2 separate regions of the Hordeum vulgare genome follow, and region 1 is linked to region 2. A link is a contact called in public Hi-C data. All regions are on one chromosome and are shown on one strand. The core of a region is the stretch at or near the end of the contact, and the rest is flanking DNA. Distances in the headings are between cores, read along the strand shown. Region 1 holds the start of LOC123425349 (stress-response A/B barrel domain-containing protein DABB1-like). Region 2 holds the start of LOC123425347 (EEF1A lysine methyltransferase 4-like).

Region 1 (7,187 bases), core at 2,180-4,679, 190 kb after region 2:
ACCTGTAACGTAGGCATTTATTCGCCACTATTCCACCCCTGTCCACCGGGCCATTATGAAGGGCAGCGCACTCTATATAAGCCGCCCTTCCTCACTGGTGCAGGGGTTGGCATTTACTGCAATCCTATAATCCACTCCACACTAAGCTCCCAAGAGCACTGAGACGTAGGGCTTTTACCTTCACCGTAGAGGGGCCTGAACTCATACATCCTCGCCGTAGCTAAGGCTCTGCCCATCCTTTCGTACCCCATACATCTACTGTCAGACTTATACCCACGACAAGCCCCGCATTCGAAGACTAAAAACCCTAATCTAAACTACTAACGAGAGTAGAGGCACCGGGTCACCCCTCCCCACCATCGTCTGTCGGAGCAGCAAGCATAGGGGAGGCGAATCCATTGGTTCGCCGGTGAAATTCTACAGGGTAGAGTTTGTCACTTTATCCCAAACTGCAGCATCTTCAACAGACGCGCTAAATAAGCCGCGCGCATGAAAAACGCCTTTTTAGCGTGCACGACTGAATCGGCAGCTCCAGCACACGCGCTAAAATCGCCCGCGCGCTAAACACTACTCCGTGCGCCGAACAAAACAACATCACACGCTTCATTTTTCCAGCGTCTACCGCGCGCTGAACAACGACTCGCCCACGCGAATGTTCACCAACCGCCGGATCTGAAAGTTCCGCTCACGCGCGCAACTTCCCCATCCCCTCCAGCGACCCGTCGGCACTTCCCCCTTGAGGGAGTCCAGGATTCTGGGGTCCTCGGGCGGTCGGTTAGTCAATATCGGGTGGGCCCATTGGGCCGCGCTGTAGAAGACCGGACCTTATGACGACCTCTACTCTGGAAGGAATATCCCGAAGATTGGCATGTACTTCAAGCTTAGAAAGACTAGGTCAGCTCATATATTCCCTATTATAGTCAGTAACTTGTAAATCCTAGGGTCCCTGGTGTCTATATAAATCAGGGACCCCCATCCGTGTAGAGGAGGCTGAATCATCTAGGGTTTAGCATATACGATCTCGAGGTAGATCTACTCTTTAATCATCTTCATCAATACAATCAAGTAGGACGTAGGGTATTACTTCCATATGAGGGCTCGAACCTGGGTAAACCACTATCTCCCCCTTCTTCCTACAACCCATCGATCCAATGTCCACAGTTCGGGACCCCCTACCCGAGATCTACCGGTTTTGACGCCGACACCCCCGTCGTTCCCCACGCGCGCGCCGCTTCCCCCTCTTCCCCGGTGGCCGCTGTCGCTTCCTCCTCCGCCGCCGCTCCTCGAGCGCCCCGTTTCGCCGACGAACAGCGCCCGACAAGGGTTTGCAGCTCGGCGCCCACAAGGTGTTTGACAAAACGTTTGCAAGGTATATATTGGTACTAAACTTCATTTTTATAGATAATTTTGGAGTATGTTGTTTGTAGTGTTAAATTTTAGTTTGAATTCAAATTTGTAGATGAGTTCGTTTCATGATTCTTCTGATGAATAATTTGATCTTCAAGAGGAGGAGGACCTAGCAATGGTCCTAGCTATGCACATCAACAAAAAGAGAAAGCACGGTGGTACGGTTTTTGGTCATTAGAAATTATGGAGGAATAGGATCGATACCCATAACAGATTGATAAGGAACTATTTTGCGGAGATTCCCACATACCCCGAGTCCTACTTTCGGCGCCGTTTTAGGATGAGCATCGAGTTGTTCAAACATATTGCGGAGAGACTGGCGAGCCATGATCGGTTTTTTCAACAACGGAGGAATGTTGTCGGAGAACTCGGGCATAGCACCTTTTAAAAGGTGACTGCCGCTTTGCGTATGCTGGCATATGATATTTCGGCGGATCAAGTTGATGATCACTTGGTCAAGGGTGAGAGCCAATCCATCATATGTGTCAAGCACTTCGCGGTTGGAATCGTACAATTGTTTGGTCTGGAATATTTGGGTTTCCAATGCTGAAGACGCCACAAGGCTTGGAATCGTATAATTGTTTGGTCTGGAATATTTGGGTTTCGAAGACGCCACAAGGCTTTAGGGGATAATAAACTATTTGTTGTGCTGTTTATTTGTTGCATTTGTTTGAGTTGTAAAAAATAATTGAACTGTTTTTAATGATTTATTTTATGTTTGTTTGATTTTTTTTGTTTCACATTAAATATAAAATGTTTGTTTGTGTGCCTGATGAAGCAACTAACAGTTCTACACGCAAAGGCGCTATTTCGAGGCTGTAAATTTCTTTTTCGCCCGCCGCGCCTGCGCGCGTCAGTCTCTTGGAGATGCTCTTAGCGATCACAAAGGGCTGTGAACAATTGCAGTACTGCATAATCAATAGAGATGCAATCCTACAACTCTGTCGCTTGGTTCCTGATCCAACTATCAGACGCATTCGACATGTAAAAAGTTGGGAGCACACAACAGGCACAGCAATTGATTGTTATTCATCTCAATATCGATACAGATATCACAGAGGATGAGTCCATTATTCCCAAATCGACTGACAGCACGCTGGGATCCAAAATCAACCTGAAACCCCGGATCAGAATCAGAGGCTCGCAGCGGCCGGAGCGTCGACGACGAAGTCCAGCACCATGACCTCGTCGAGCATGGGCCTGAGGGCGGCCTTGGCCTGCTCCACCTTGCCGTCGCCCTCCACTGCGTCCAGCTCCTCGACGCTGCCGAACACGGCCACCATCCCGAACTGGTACCCCTTGGCCCGCGCGGGGGAGAAGTTCTCCCCGAAGCTGACCTTGGCGCCGCTGGCCTCGCCGGCGTCCCTGGTGGCCGCGGCCACCTTCTCCACGAGCTGCCCGACCTCCACGCCCTCCTTCACCTTGGCGAGGGTGAGCCGCACGGCGGCGCCGGGGGCGACCGGGGACGGGGACTCCGCGGCGTTGACCCAGTCGACGGCCGTGGCGTCGAGCGCGTTGGGGGCGACGTGCGCCTGCACGGCGGCCACGTGGGCCGGGTGCGGCGCGTAGGCGGCGAGGTCGGCCTTGGTGGCGTAGCGGGAGTGGAGGAGGTGGGTGGGGCCCAGCGCCTCGGCGGCCGGGGAGCGGAGGCGGAGCACGGGGCCCGCGTGGATGTAGGAGACCCCCGGGACGAGCGTGGAGAGCGCCTGCAGCGCGGAGACCATCGCCGCGGCCGCCCCCGAGGCCACGGCCTCCGGACGGACCTTGATGAGCACGATGTGCTCGACCGGCGCCGCTACGGTGGGCGCGGCGACGGAGGGGGACGAGGACATGGCGGCGGCGGAGGGCCTGAGGCGGCGGAGCGGGGAGGAGGAGGCGAGGCGGGTGAGGGGTAGGTGGAGGAGTCGAGGGGAGGGGATGGCTCTGATGCAAATCATGGCTTTGGTCAGTGCGAGGGGAGGAGGTTAAAATCGGGATGGGGCTGGGGGGACAGTGACCTGCGCGGCATCACATTTGTGTGAGCCAAGATGGATTTTATAAGCGGGTGGCGCCGAGGCGAACGGACTAGCACGGTGGCGGCTGCGCTGCATCGCCGGTGACCGGTGTCTTTGACGCAACATGGGCTCTGTTTTGGTGGACGATGACTTTGCTGGAAAAAGGCACACCGCCGGTGGTTTTCTTCGGGAACTGCAGACCGCCGGGAAGCTATCAGCGGAAGAAACTGGCGTCCAGCACGGACGGGGTCAATATCAGGCAGCATGAGCTAAATGGCTCCAACAACCATGCATAGGATGGAGCATTCCAGTAAGGAAAAAGAAGCAGCTAACATAGGATGAGCTAAATTTATACTGGTCTAAATGTTAAATGTAGTAGATGTGGCAAGAATACATAGGTGGTACAGACAAGCGGATCAGCAAAACATTCGACCGGAAACAGGCATACGTACAGAAAACAAAAAACTGGTCTATCATCCTAGCCATTCATTCTTCTACCCTACAAAATTCGCTTGTGTCCAACATGAACTTATACAAGGGTATATCTATCTGTCCGCACTACAACTTTTTCTTATCTTCCTTTTCAAACTTGTCCTTGGTGCTACAGCCCGACTGTTCTTCAACTTCATCGACTGGTTTTCTACTCATCCTCCTTTTGGTATAACAAATTATGTCCTCGTCTTGATGGAGCCTGTGGGGAATGATACGATCCCTTGCTACCGCAAGCAATGGTCTTCTAGAAATCCGAATGATATATACAAATTAAACTTGAATGGGTAATAGGAGTTCTGCATAGGGGGCATTCAGGCTTCTCATTGCACCACTCCATTATGCAGTTCCTGCAGGTTATGCCGTGAGTTACCATACCATTCAGGAGAGGGTGCAAGGGAGGAGACCCGGTTTGGTTGAAGACATAGCATTTGAAAGAGAGGTTTTACCAGCAGAAGACATGCCCGCAGGTTGTGGCAGTAGGATTCTGCCGGGTGCTGAGACAGAGAGTGCACTTGCTCTTGCTACTGGATGCCTGGCCATCACACAAAAGATACACAAAGCATAAGCACCACACAATAGATCACATGTACAAAAAATAAAAATAAACGGTGATTTGAAATAATATGCAATTCCAGCCATAAAATCTTAAATTGTAACATTTGTAGATCCAAGAGCTTGCTTTGTCAACAAGAATGCATTGGGAGGTGCATCTGAAGGGAAGCGCAATAATACATAAGTTTCCACTTCCATACAAAGGTAGCCATTTTACTTTTGGTTAATGGAGCATCACTTGGTTTTCTGGTAGTTCTAACCTCTAGGGTACACAAAAAACACTAATTCAAACTGGAGACTGTTCATCTGAAGACAAATACCTCTGAACCAGAAGCCAAATCTACAGCTTTGCCACGACGGATGTCACTGATGATATTTCCATCTTCATTTAGAACAGGGACACTCCGACCTGGTACACCATTCACAACGGTAAGAATTAAAATCATCATATAGATATCTGTATCATTGTAAGAATGTAACTTGGAGCTTCAACATAATAAGAAAAACAGTTATTGGTTCAGCAAAAATAGCCATTTAAATAAATTCAGTAAAAGAGTGTACCTGTAGATGAAGGATAGCTTCCGGACGAAATTTGATTAATGGAACTAGCTATTGATGATAAGTTACTTCTTCGGAGTCTTTCAGCCCCAAGAATACATAACTGAATCAGCAAAAAGATACCCAAAATTTGGTACCTGCAAATGTAGTGAATTAAACTTGATCATCTGGAGAATTTTAGACCTCAAAGGAAAGTAGTGTGAAGATAGTCCAAAACACTATAACCCATGATAAATTCCTTATCATTTACATTCTCAGATTCATTTGTGGCATAATATTGTGGGCTCCTGGCACAAATGGCTGTATGATTTGTTTCTATGTGAGTCCATGTAGTCTAGTCTTTTAGCCAAAGTGAATAAGTACAGAAAAAGGTACCTGGGCCTCTGATTCATTGGCTTACCAATGAATACATAATGAATACCGGCTCCTCTCTTTGATAAATGGTAATATAATCCTATTGAAAAGGAAACATAAGAAGTGTAATCAGGCACCTAACAATTACTCCCTCCGTTCCTAAATATAAGTTTTTTTAGAGGTTTCACTAGAGCACTACATACGGATGTATATAGACAAACTTTAGAGTGTAGATTCACTCATTTTGCTCTGTATGTTGTGAAATCTCTAAAAAGGCGTATATTTTGGAACAGAGGGAGTAGTAGTTAATACAGATCCAACTGAGGTGATGAGAGAAGGATAGGGCTGATCATTACTGAGCCAGTGCTACCCCATTGGTTAAGGCTTGAAGGTAAATAACATTAGCAAGGTATTCCATCATATTGCACATAAATTGGTGTTTTTTGTTTTGGATAACAGAATTGCACAGCAACTTAGTGTCTAGGAATGTATCAATGAGTGACAGTGTCTGACATGCAGCATAACCTCATGATAAACCGAGTGGGCTGAATTCGTCATTAAGGGGTCAATCTGGGGATTTTAATTTGCCTACTGCCCTCGCACTAAATTCAGGTTCCATTACTTTGATGATCACTAAGCAGGACGCAAGAAAGAGAACTCCTCAGTTGATATTGTCACACCAACGCAAAATAAAGATAAATTGGTCTACCAATATATCTCAATACATAATGATTTTACATACATACTGAACATAAGATACCTTCAAAGTAGAAGAACATCAGGTTTGTCCGTATAGCCAACTGTATAAAATCTTGACCAAGCGGCAGCATCTAGGAACAGATAAGACACACCATATAGTTGTTTAGACAAGAAAAGCATCTCTTTAGTGTTATAACTACATTCCTCATTTCTCAATGAGTAAATATAGGGAGGTTTTCTATATATAAACAGATTGCACATGAGAACTAGAACAATTGTGTACCGAAGGCCATTTCTGAACTACCCATAGCCAAAAGGCCTGCGCTTTGCTTCTCAACCTCGAGAGCATAGAAAAACTCAAGCTTCTCGAAGACTCATTCGTATTTGTAGAGGATTCTGTTATGCCTCTACTAGGATTATCACTTTCATGATGATTATCAAGCTGAGAGTCATCCATGTAAATACCACGGGAGACAATTCTCGAACTGTTAAATTGGTACGAACAGAAAATATGCGATCAGTTTCTTCCAGCAAAGAGAATTGGATAAAGGACTGTATTTAAAACTGTTACTACCTTACCTGATTCTTTCAGCAAGATAGGGCACAGTAGTTTGATACAAAATGAAAAGCATCCGCCTAGCAGGTGTTGGCGGAAGCCCATGTGAGGTTGCAACCTGAACGTCTCAATCATAATATGGCCATCATCAGCATACTACATTAATATTATTGCTTCAAGATTCTCACAGTACAACTATTTTCTTCATCTCAAACTTTACAAGATACAAAACAAATTTGGCCATCTCACCTGCCATAACACCTGGTGTTACATGTCTTTTGTTTAACAGGATCTTTCATTAATTTGCTATCAACAGGTCCATCTAGTAAACTAAAACAGAATTGTGTTTACCGTGAGTGAAAAGCAACCCTATATTTTACATCAACAGATTTGTTTCTTGTGATTTCTATGCAAAACTGAGATAAGGTTAAATTTCCAACGGCAACAGATGAACTACGGGCCAGCAATATACTACCAAGTATCAGATGAAATAGTTGGAAGCACACACATAAAGATGGATAACATTTGTCCTCACTGGCAGAAAACGAAAACAAAAACGGTGTTAAAGAAGAAAA
Region 2 (6,431 bases), core at 426-2,925:
TACTTATCGCATTTGACAACCATACAAACGAATTTTTAACATAGTTAACAACCACGTTTATACTGGACTTCCGCACACATGAGCCTGTCTTCCACAGCTTTATATAGGCAAATGACTGAATGGTCATTCAGATAAGCATAACAGTAACACAGTACTGTAAATAGCTCCCAGGGTCATCTTCTAAAATTCTGTAATAGATGCAATTGTGCATTTCCACAAAAACACCCAGTAATACTATCACAACCACCGGTACTGTATATCTCAACGATCTTGATAATATGTTAAACCATATAGAATCATGTTGCTAATAGACAGTCTATCTGCGCACACTTTGGCTGAATTCAGCATTGAGGCGGATTACAATAATCTTGTTGGCCTAACAAGCTTTGCTATTTTATCATTTGATTAACCATTTTTTCCTATTTCTTCGGATATTTTTCCTCAGTAGACTGTACAATGACATCCACTCCAGCCTCTTGAAAAAATCCCTTTGTTTTTACGCAATCAAACAAACTCAAATCTGTAGGTTTTGAATGGACATGACATTCAAATCCTGTATTTTACCTGTTCCTACACTTCTTACAATCCTGCGAATCAAAGAGGCACTGAGTTCACCACAGTGCAGTTCAGGAATGCAAACCAAGTTTTCACGCCGAAGGTGATAGCACTGGCGGCATGTCAAATTGCAGGTGTAACCAAAAAATAATAATAATCAGTGTTTCAACACACAGTACTACTACTATGCAACCGCAACCTTTGTTGGCTAATATGTTTGTTCTTTTGAGTTGCAGTTAACATTAAGCATAGCATAGCTTAGAACAAATGGTAACACAAAATATTGATAGGTTGGAATAGTGGGAGGCATCGAAGTCCGCAACACCATACCATGGTCCCTTTCTCGATCACAAGGTCGAAGCTCTCGCTCTCGAACGGAAGGTCAAGCATGTCAGCCACCACCACATCCACACCTTCACGAAGCAGGAGGCAATTTCTCACTCAAACGGTCAAACTTTGGCGGTAACGAACATGCGGAAAGTACATTCCCGGCCAAACTGGTGAACTGACCAGTGGTGCCCTGCTCCGCCAGTCTGTCGCGCATCCTCTGGACGGCGACGGGCGAGAGGTCGATGCAGGTGACGCCGCCGGCGACGCCCTCCCTTAAGAGCTCCTCCCCGAGCCGCGAATTGCCGCAGCCGACCTCCAGAACCTGCGCAGAAATCGCGGCACAGTTCAAAATTCAGGAACTCGCGAATTAAGATCCACGGAAGCGACGCGAAGAATTGGGGGAAAGAGGCGGGAGGGAGCACGGACCGAGAGGGAGGGGGAGAGGAGCGGGGCGAGGAGGTGGCGGAAGTGGGAGAAGTCCTTGAACCACTCGTAGTGCTCCTCCTTCCCGAACCGCCCGTCCCTGCGAAGCCACGAGGCGAGCCGCGTGAGTCCGCTGCTCCATGCGCGGTTTGGAGCTCGGGGGGGCAGAGAAGGGTGATAGGGACTCGTGAGCTACCAGTAGGAGGGGTCGAGGTAACCGGATGCGGTGCACGGGGCGACGTCGTCCGCCATCGCCGCCGCGTGCGGGTTGCGTGCGCTTTGCGTGCTTGGCGGCCTCTGGCGCTGGTGCAGCGTGTGCGGGTAGGCAGTGTGATTCGTTGAACCCTACGAGCTACCACTACGAGGTCCGGGGACGTCTGATGAAAATCTAGCACGGGCTGCACGGCGCAACTGGGCCCCAGGCAGCCTGGGCGTCAGAACAATTACAAGCCCATATGTTTTGAAAGAAAAGCACAAGAATGGCCTGCGGCGTAGCCCACTCCTAACACTCTAGCTGGGCCTCAGGTCTCAGAAGGTAGGCCCAATACCACACAACGATCGAGAAGCTGCTATCGTTTGCCTGCGAGATTCACTCGGGATAATTTTGCATTTGCAAAATGTTTAGCAAATGTTTAGACGTCTATAGGAAAATGTTTCTGTTGTATACGAAAATGAGTAAATAGGAAATATTAATCATGTATACGGAAGAATGTTAATCATAATAAGAAAATGTTTGTGGTAATTGAAATGCCGCACATTTCAAACGAAATGTACGTGACATTTAAAAGTTTGTTTATACAGATGTAAAAAGTGTTTGTGTAATTCAATAAAAATGTTTCGTACGTTCAAGAAAGGACATATTGTACGCATATTTAAAAAAAAATCTTGACAAGCTTCAGAAATGTGCTCGTGACATTTTTGAAAAATGCTTTTACAATGTACAAAAATGTTTACATGGTTTAGAAATATGTATTATCATTCGAAAAATGTTTCAACATGTATTTCAAAAATTATACCATCATACAATGTTTTGCTTCTTTATCTGTTCTTTGCATACCCTAATCACAATAGTGTATTAGCTCGATTGTGAGGGTTCGAACTTGGGTACACTTTACGTCTTGTTTCCCCTCGGACCTAATCGCTACATAGGTATACCCTATCGAGGGATTCACTGTATTTAGCTTCGACAAATGTGGCAAACTGGTTTTTAGAGTTTTTTATTTTTTGGAAGGTGGTCAGGTGATCAATTTCCTTTCATTGTGATTGTTGCCTTCTCTTTTATAGATAGTTTGTTTTGTCGGAGATCCTATCGGTCCATGCTTCCTTGTTTGTCATGTATATACATACACACAAAGTACTTGGCTGATTGTGGAGTGGAGGTGTAAATGTGTCAACCATGCGGTTATGGCCACAGGTCGTAATTACAAATCTCAGTCTTCTATAATACGTATTTTGTGTATTCTAAAAAAAAGGTACTTGACATTCGGTTGAATGCATCGATTTCTCAATATGATTTTCTAAACACATTATCGACACAACTAACTTCATATTTCTGTTTTGATGTATAGCGTCCAAAGCCCTTAATGTTCTAGTGGTTAGCATGCTCATTCGCCTAGCCTTAGGTTGTCAGTTAAAGTACCATGCAATGCTTTAATTTTAAGTTCGTTTATGTCGGATGAGGTTGACGCTATTGCAAGACCCTGTAAAAATTAGTCAAGGTGTGAGCGGTCAAAGGTAGGTTGATGTGGGAACCATGTAGCTGGGTTTTTCCTCACCTTGGTCTTATTTGATCAAATTAAGCAGTTTATATGGCCTAAATGGTTTAATTTCCAAGTTGTTGGCCTAAAGTGTGCAATCAGTTTGAATTAATGGGCTTATAGCGCACTTCACCGAAAAATAGAACAAACATTCACTTATCGCCTACGTTCTCACCTACTACCTGTTGTTCCAAAATGATTAAAGTTTTGGGTTCATCTCAAGTCAAAATTGTTTATGTTTGATCAAGTTTACAGACGGCACCGAGTACTTCGGAACATCTAACTATGCATAGCAAAACATTTCAAAGGAGGCAAAGAGCTTTGGCTTACAGCAAGGCATGGCAAATTTGACTGATTGTGCGAATCACAGGGTGGTTCTCCCTTGGCGCAGTAGTATACATGTACAGATGATGGTGGTAGCCTGTTGAGTGTGTTGTGCAGTGCGTGCCAAAAGGAGAATTGCCTGCCATGCGCCGCAACAGTTGCGTGGTTTCTAATCCAAAGAGGTGAGCTATCTATCCCTGATATGCGTCTCACAAGTCACAACTTTTAAGGTCACCCCTGATATGCAAGTACATTCTGTTAATTTCTCGCCGGCTAAGCCTAAGAGACCCCCGGAGCAGTGGCAGCCACCTACAACCGAGATCACTAAATTCAACCTCGATGGCGCCTTGACCCCGGGCAACTCCTTCAGCGGGTGGGGTGTCGTGGCTCGCGACAGCTCGGGGCAGGTCATCATCACGCGGGCAGGACGGCAAGAGCAGGTTCATGATGCCTTCGGTGCAGACGTTAACGCCTTGGCGACGGTGATGATGACAGCAGCTGAACTAGGAGCTACCAGAGTGAGTTTTAAGACGGATTCTGAGTTGCTGGCTGATGCATTGAATATTCGGCGCGTAGATGCCTCACCATATGCAGCAATCATTGAAGACATTAAGTTTCAATCGAGGGTGTGGTTCTTCAAGTAGAGTGTCAATGCGTGTAGAAGAACAATACGGCTGAGCACGAGCTAGCTCATATCGGTTGTAAATGTTCCTCAAATGTGTGTGTCGAGTGGGATACTATTGTTCCGTCGAGTGTGGTTGCTTGCGTGTTGGGCGATATGTCCGGGCGTCGTTGATCTATAAAGCTTTCCTTTCCTTTAAGAAAAAGTATGTTCTGTTAAGCATTGTGTACATGCGGTATTGTATAAACCATATAAAGTATAGGGTGCGTGCTTTTTTTATCTTCATGTAAACGTGTTAGGATGTTTAGATAGATCTTTTTTTTGTTATTTACTTGGAGATCAATCGTGCAGCCTAACCAACCCTTGTACGTCTCTGGTTTGCCTACTATAAACATGAGCGCGTCCCTACTGGCATCACGCTTTGCCTCTTGTTCTTTACATGATATACAGAGTTTTTGCTCTTCCCATCACATCTACGCACCATGTCTTCCAGCTCCTCTCTCGCCATGGCCTTGCCCTCGCTTGCATCGCTCGGCCACACGGTGACTAAGAAGCTGACCAGAGATAACTTTCTCGTATGGAAGAACCAAGTTTTGCCACACATCAGGGCCGCTGGCATAACCGGCTACCTAGACGGCAGCGTCAAGGACAGGGTCGGGCCGATAGTTGTGTCAAACTATGCGGCCCGCACGGCGTCCATAACTTTTTGAGGCCCCAATATTTATATAGGTCTGCATTTTTAAATAAAAAGAGCTTCCCTACACGTTGGGCTTGGCATGGCGGTGGGTCTTGGGCTGCTAGCCTACTTACAGGCAGCTGCTCGATGCCGTGATAGATCGCAGAAGGAAACTCCTTGTGGCGCCAATAGCTACATGCCTAAACCATGGCTTAATCGAAAACAGTTTCCATGCAGCCCTGCTCCTCGATTGGAAACGGAAAGTTCGATCAATCGATCGGTTATTGCGACGCGAACCTACTCGATTCTTGCCTACTCATTTAAATATCACAGTATAGCAGTTTAATCGATCAAGACACGAACCTAGGTGAATTAGACTGTTTGTTTAGTTGCAAAACATTGACACATAATCTACAATTAAAGATTTTATTTTATAAAATACTAAAAGAATAATGTTGTTCAAATAAATATTACGCAACTGGGAGTTGAGTATATAGGTATGGTTTTTTATATATTCAATTGTTATCTAGGATATTAAATTATATAGGTTATTAAAAAATCTGTGAAATATATATGCAGTATAATTGCTCATTATTTCCTCCATTTTAAAATATAAATATTTTTAGACATTTCACTACGGAGCATGATGAGCAAGTCCATACTCTAAAATATGTCTATATACATCCGTATATAGTGCATAATGAAATCTCTAAAAAACTTATAGTTAGGAACGAAGAAAGTAGTTTTTTTAGTAAGATAGTGCCCCATCTCTTAGTTTGGCACGTGGTCTTGGATTTTGCCGGCCCGGCCCTGGTCAAGGAACCAGCAGCGTTCCTGCAGTCGGAGAAGGAGGTTTTTGACAATAAGGTGGTGGAGGAGGTCCCCAATCTGGAGTATGCCATCTGGGTGACCCAGGACCAGCAGGTCCTAACCTTCCTCCACCTCCTCCTTGGCGCTGAAAGTTGTTGTTGTAGTTGTGATCATACCTCTTCTTGCATGCCATGCTCCATGTTCCTCGAGCTTGCAGAGTTGACACTTGATCATATCACCTCCGCCTCCATCTTGATGAGCACCAAAATTGTTGTTGGAGTGAGGGCCACTACCTCTTGAGTTATTGTCGTTGCTGAGCGTGTTGTCACCCCACCGGTGTTTCCGGGCGGCCATATCCACCACGGTTGCCTCCCTTGGAGGCTAGATTGGCACTGTAGTTGTCGTAGGAGTTCTGAGCCTCGATGCGTGCCTCCGTAGAGAGGAGAAGGGAGAAGAGCTCGTTCAGACCAACGCCTTGGTCCACTCGCATGGAGATGGCAGACACAAACGGGTTGTAATCTGCATCTAAACCTTCAAGAATATGGGACACAACTTCATCTTCATCAAGCGGCTTGCCAGCAGCCGCCATCTCATCAGCAATAGTTTACATCTTGGTAAAGTATGTCGCAGCTGAAAGATCCCCCTTGCGGGTGCGACCAATCTGAGAGCAGAATTGACTTATCTGAACTTGATGTGTTATTGTGGCGAGGAGGAAGAGGTGTGATTGCAACTACAACAACAAATTTCAGCGCCAAGGAGGAGGAGGAGGTCAAGGAGGAAGAGGTGATGGTGATCGGTCTGCAAACATCACCGCCAACTCGTACGGGGTCGATGCCGATTGGTATCTCAACACCGATGCCATGGATCACTTGACGGGCGATCTTAAATGGCTTGCGGTTCGTGATCGCTACACCGGCAACGAACAAATCCATAC

The links. Hi-C and Micro-C count contacts between places; a contact is called where the count stands out from the background.
Region 1: a Hi-C map of seedling shows a contact between it and region 2, with 2.2 times the contacts expected there. The contact joins the promoter of LOC123425349 here to the promoter of LOC123425347 in region 2. A contact is called at or near these places in 1 of 6 Hi-C or Micro-C datasets (seedling) and 1 of 1 datasets of contacts at active chromatin or transcription factors (embryo).

Annotation. Positions count from the first base shown.
Region 1 is chr2H:103,150,073-103,157,259 of MorexV3_pseudomolecules_assembly, forward strand. LOC123425349 (stress-response A/B barrel domain-containing protein DABB1-like) reads right to left here and starts at 3,430. Exons shown (of 1, transcript XM_045109033.1): 1 at 2,416-3,430. The coding sequence starts at 3,344. The coding sequence ends at 2,541. It overlaps LOC123425348 (peroxisome biogenesis factor 10), which reads right to left. Exons shown (of 11, transcript XM_045109032.1): 4 at 6,636-6,730; 5 at 6,340-6,541; 6 at 6,118-6,187; 7 at 5,379-5,457; 8 at 5,007-5,140; 9 at 4,766-4,854; 10 at 4,340-4,425; 11 at 3,731-4,240. The coding sequence ends at 4,138.
Region 2 is chr2H:102,963,363-102,969,793 of MorexV3_pseudomolecules_assembly, forward strand. LOC123425347 (EEF1A lysine methyltransferase 4-like) reads right to left here and starts at 1,676. Exons shown (of 7, transcript XM_045109029.1): 1 at 1,505-1,676; 2 at 1,312-1,408; 3 at 1,066-1,207; 4 at 886-968. The coding sequence starts at 1,560. It also overlaps the pseudogene LOC123433788.